2 separate regions of the Mus musculus genome follow, and region 1 is linked to region 2. Evidence: chromatin contacts called from public HiCAR-type data. All regions are on one chromosome and are shown on one strand. Each heading gives the region's core, a stretch centred on a gene start, on an enhancer-like site or on the middle of the called end of the contact. The rest is flanking DNA. Distances are from core to core; before and after follow the strand shown.

Region 1 (2,700 bases), core at 89-2,588, 2.9 Mb before region 2:
AAAAAAAATGCAAGTGAAAAATAACTTGTACCTCATCACCACTACTGGCAGCCAATGAAAATGAAGCAGGTTTTGACCCCGACCCTGCCAACCCGGTTCAAGAACTTGGGAAAATACCAACGCCTGTTTCATAATACAGGTACTTTTTTTCTTCCCGTCCTTTAATAAGCTCTCTAGACAGACCTTTTTAAATCTTCCTAATTAGTTAGCAGCGTCCTTCAACCCACATATCAGGTGTCCCACATTTTCTGTATGTCCCGCCTAGAAAACAAACCCGATTGCCCCATTTTCGGAAAGGTAAACTCAGCTCCAGGCAGCTACCTATGAAGTCACCGCGTTTGTTATTTCAAAGATGCAATTAAGCGAAAATGACAGAAGGTTGTCTAAAAGATTAGTCGCAAATACGGGGAGGTGTCGATCTTACACAGGGAAAGAAACCTGCACTCTGTGACTCGCTCCCATGTCTCCCCATCCTCGCTTCTCCAATACACAACAGAAGGAAATTAAATTTCCAAAGTTCCTTGACTTTGGCTTAACTTTTAACTTTGCAGCTCTCGGCGCTCACGTTATCGAGCAAAGTGGAGAAAAGAAAGGCTGGCCTGCAGCAGAGAGAAGCAAACTTTACTAGAGCCTGTCCCCGTCCCTACCCCCTTCTCGGAGCCCTTACACAGACACATTCTTCTGGGCGGCTTCTAACCACACCATGTCCACAATCATTTACAGAAATTAGAAACAGACTCCGGGAGCCCTTCCCACCGCGCGCTCGGCGCAAGGCTGTCCGCACCAGCTCCACGGGGCAGCGTCACTCGCTGTGGCCCACAGCCCGTCGCTCCCTCCCACTCGGGGGTCTCAGCCAGGATTAAACTGCAAGCAGCTCGCGCTCCCCGCCCTCGGCGCACCAGGGATGCCACCATCCGAACCGAGGGGAGCCGAAGAGACGTCCCAGAGGCCCGCACATCCCACCCCCCGGGTCCGGCCACGCGTGCTTCTTACCGGCGCGTGGGGAGCCCCGGTGCGGCGACCGGAGCGCAGCGCGCGGGCACCGAGAGCCGCCGCCTCTTCTTCCCCGAGCTGCTTCGGGCGTGCGCAGAGAGGGTCGGCGGCGACAGAAGCAGCATCGCCGGGCGGCGACCCCCGCCGAGCTCCCGCCCGCCCGCCGCGACTTCGCAGCGCCTCAACGACGGCCGCCCGCGCGCGGCGCTGTCCAGGAGGCTGAGGCGGACGGGAGAGCCGGGGAGCGCTGCTCGGCAGCGGCGCGGAGACCTCGGAGAACTGTGACCATGGTGTGTCACCCTCGCCGCGGCGCGCCCGGCCCAGCTCCTCACGGCGCGCAGCTCCTCCTCGGCCCGACGCATCGGCCCCGCCCCTTGCCCTGTCAGTCAACCCCGCCCGCGCGCGGACAGGACCGCAGGTCCGGGACCCTGCACTCCGCTTCTCCCCATTGGTCCGCCAGGAGCCCCACCCCGCCTCCTCCCTTGGGACCGAGTCTCTGGGGAGACCTGCGCCCCGGTTGCCATGACAACCGGTGCCTTGGGTCGGGCTCCTCACTCTTCTTTTGGCCCCGCGCTGGGGTCGAGGGCGCCAGGGCAGGGTTCTGCTGTGTGCACTCTCCACTGTGCAGACTTGGGGATGAAGCCTCTTGGGCTCCCCCAACTTCAGACCCAGAACTTTCCGAAACGCGCGAGGAAGAGTGACAGACGCGAAGCTGCCGGCCCCTCCCCCTCCTCGCAGCCTTGCTCCCAGATTCTCTCCGGGCGACCCAGGCAATGAAAGAAGGTGGAGAGAGAGGGAACGTCGCCCTGCCAGCTCCCCCAGCTACACAGCAACCGAGAAATGGTGTGGGCAGTGAATCGGCTCCGCCGGGTTCCCACAGCTGTGAAGAGACTTTCAAAGGTGTGCTGCGACAGCACAGCCTCAAAGATCCCCCCGGAAAACTCAAATACTCGCGTTTTCGTGAGAAACAAGATTTTTGCCCTGATATTTTGTGAACTTGGCAACCCCAGCGTTAAAAGTTTTACGGTAAAACCACCTAATTGATAAACCATTTCTTTAAACACACAACAGCTTGGCGAAGGTGTATCCTCGTAGCGATTTCTTTCCTGCAAACTAAAACATTCTAAGTTCAATTATTTGCAAGGAAACCTTGCAGAATTCACGAGCAGAATAGCATCTTGTAATGTGGGTTTTAAAGGGTTTTTTGCTATCGTTCTCTTTGGTGCTATATAAGGTTACTAATACATTCAGTAACACATACAGGGTTAATTTTGTCTGAGATCCTATATGGACCTTTATTTACTTTAAGGATCTCCTCAAAATGGAGAGAAGAGGCTCGTCTGGCTTCTCCGGGCAAGCTGCAATCCCAGGTTCCCCAGCCCCTGAGGCTTTGGTACAGGTGTGATGAATGAGGGAATTAATTAATGATTTACCTTTGGCTACTATTTGAGTTTTCATTATCTCATTTACTAAATGAATAGCTGTGATGGATGTCTTCAAATATGCCTTGCACGTACGCACTGAATGGCATCTCTCTAACTCCATGGAAAACGAGAGCAGAAACCCAAATCCCTGTCCTCAAGGAGTCAAACATGGAGCCTGAGGGAGAAAGCTAGCCCTCCAGGAACAATCTGAAACCTGGGACCAAAAGGTTTAGCCAGTACAGCAGCAAAGGCATACCAATGGAGGAGGGGAACTTAATCTGGA
Region 2 (2,700 bases), core at 118-2,617:
AGGAAACAGTGTGTGTGTGTGTATGTGTCTTACTGAAAGATGCAGGCTGAGTGCTGGGCTCAAACTCCCAATCTTCTTCTTGCTTCAGCCTTTAAAAAGCTAGAATATGGAGGTGGGCCACCCTGCCCAGCTAAAAGCTTTATTTTATTCTTGATTTTATATGAATTGTATTTATTTTTAAGATTTTATTTTCATGCATATCTGTGTATTTGTTTGTGCCCTCAGAGTCGTGAAGAGGATGTTGGATTCCCTGAAACTGGAGTTACAGGCCTTGTAAGTCACCTGGTGTGGGTGCTGGGAGCTGAACTTAGGTCCTTTATAGGAACGGTACCGGGTCCTAACCATGGTCCTAAGCACGGAGACATCTGTCCAGTTCCTTCTAAGAATTATAATATTCAGCACAGTTGTTGAGTGTTATATAATGCATCACTGGATACCACAGTTCTTATATTCACTAATGTAAAACTGTCATTCTCCACATACATTAAACGCTATGTCATGGTGTGAGTTGTTTTGACCAGATTGCTGACACTGATAAGATTGTACTAGTCATTTTAGTCGTTGTAAAAAATCCACAGTAAACCCGGAAATGTTGCCCTTATTCCTTAGGTCCTGTTTTGTAGTAGTGGTATCAGAACTGTGTCAGCTTGGTGGAAGGAACTCAGAATTTTTCTACCAAGGTGAGGTGTGGAGGTGGGGGTTATCTAAATTTGGGGCCTCAGTCTCTCTGCCTTTTTTCTTCTAGTGATGCCCCCACAGTACCCCCAGGAATACTTGGTTGGAAAGCGATACCTTTAACTTATCTCCCGCCTCCTTCGTGTGGTTCCCCAGGTAGTTTCACGTTGTAAGGCCTTTTTAAAATTTAATATATATTTTTTATTTCTTGGATTTATAAATATCCCAGGAAATGAGATGACTGAATGCAAAGAATCCATATGTATCAGTATAAGGTGTGTTGCAAGACAAATTATCAAAAACTCCCTTTCAAGGTAACTCTGCGTGCTCTCTCAGGAGCTTTTAGGAGCCCCTTGCAACGTTCACGTCTAAACCCCAACAGATTTATTAACATTTGAGAAAGGATGCGGACTCTCTCTTCACTCAGGCGCATCACCAAGCGGGGGCGCGCTGGAAACCGCACTGACCGAGGTTTAGTCACAAAGCCAGAAGCACGAACCCACTTGGAGTTCCCCGCCTTCCCTTTGACGGAGGCCCCAGGAGCAGTCACGTGGAACCCCAGAGCGCTCCCCCAGCCCTGCGCAAAGACGCGACTCGGGTTGCCAGGGGGCGGAGCAGGGGCGCGGAAGGGGCGGGGCTCGGGCCGCCGGCGGGGGCGGGGCGGCGCGCGGGCGGGGCGGGGCGGCCCGGCGTATTATGGGATGCGGCGGTGGAATGGCGCTGGGCGTGATTTTGAACAAACCCGGGTCTGTGTTTCGGAGGCGCCGCCGCCGCGGCTGCTGGGAGCCCGGGGAGCGCGGCGCGAGAAGGAGGCGGCGCCGCCGGCTCGGGTGAGTGTCAGCTCCGGAGACCCGGGCTGAGCGGCGGGGACCGGCGCCGGGCCCGCGCTCGGGGCGAGCGGCGCGCGGGCGGAGAGCGCGGCGGCGGCTCCGGGCAGCCGGGCGGTGGGCCGGTGGGCCGCGGCGGACCGAGGGTTGTCGGGGCGCGGCGCGAGCGGCGGGCGCCGGAGAGCGCGGCTGTCAGTCGGCGGGCCGGCGCCGCCCGCCCCGCGCTCGGGAGGAAGGGCTGGGCGGCTGTTGACAGGCTCTCGGCGCGGCCCGGGAAGCGGCTGCCGGCCCCGGGCTTCTGGGAACCTGTTTTGCTGCTGTGTCATTTCGTACCAGCGCCTCCTTTCGCTGCTGCCCGGCGCCGCGTTCTTCCTACGCCCCTTTGTATGGACTCTTCTGGGTGTGTGTCCGTTTCCCTCGCGAAGCCCACCAGCCAAATGTCATAGTGTCCCCGCGGTGCACGGGGGAAGGGAGCGGGCTGGGACTCAGCCTGGTCAAGCAACGGTAAACAACCATCCGAGTGCCGGTGGACCCGGCTGTTGGTGGGGAATAAAGTTGAAAGATGGAGAAACTGGGAACCCCTTCCACGCTCAGCCTCTAGCGGGCTCTCGGTAGAAACGCGCCGGGAGTGGGTGGGAGACAGCCCTTGACTAAGCCTGAGCCTGCTGACTTTTATATGGAGGTGTCATTCAAACAAGGTAGGGAAATGAAATGGCTTCTGCTTCTTCCTTATTCTTAGGGAAACTTAAGACAGTAGATTAGCCTTGTCCACAACCCTGAGATTCAGCTTGCTGGTTTCTGTTAGGTCTTTAAGAGCTTATAGTATGACTGAATGATAAAGAATAAAGCTTTTGAACTGGCAATTAGTAAGGCTTTCTGAAGTCAAACAGCTAACTTTTGGAGGATGCTGGTCCTATTAAGCCTTGCAGCTTATATGTTCTTAATTCCTTACATGATTAATTACTTCTATTCCCTCTTGGGTGCTTATTAGACTACACCATGAGAGGAACTGGAAGGGGGTGGGAGATGGATAGGTTGTTCCGGAATCTTGTTCTAAAGCAAGCTGTTTTTTTCCCCCCTCTGCATTGAACAAGTGTTATCAGCAGCAGATGGTTTTTAATTTGGAAACTTAGATCCTAAAGTCAGTTGGCAAAGGGTTCTAGCGAAGAGCTGGATTTTCTATATGTTAGAAGTTGAT

The links. HiCAR-type assays count read pairs that join an accessible place to other places.
Region 1: a contact with region 2 is called in a HiCAR-type map of astrocytes, with 4 times the contacts expected there. The contact joins the promoter of Ptpn13 here to the promoter of Lin54 in region 2. A contact is called at or near these places in 1 of 39 promoter capture datasets (cranial neural crest) and 1 of 115 datasets of contacts at active chromatin or transcription factors (astrocytes).

What each region holds. Positions count from the first base shown.
Region 1 is chr5:103,423,830-103,426,529 of GRCm38.p6, reverse strand. It overlaps Ptpn13 (protein tyrosine phosphatase, non-receptor type 13), which reads right to left and starts at 1,338. Exons shown (of 48, transcript NM_011204.2): 1 at 994-1,338.
Region 2 is chr5:100,499,306-100,502,005 of GRCm38.p6, reverse strand. Lin54 (lin-54 homolog (C. elegans)) reads left to right here and starts at 1,367. Exons shown (of 13, transcript NM_172714.4): 1 at 1,367-1,505.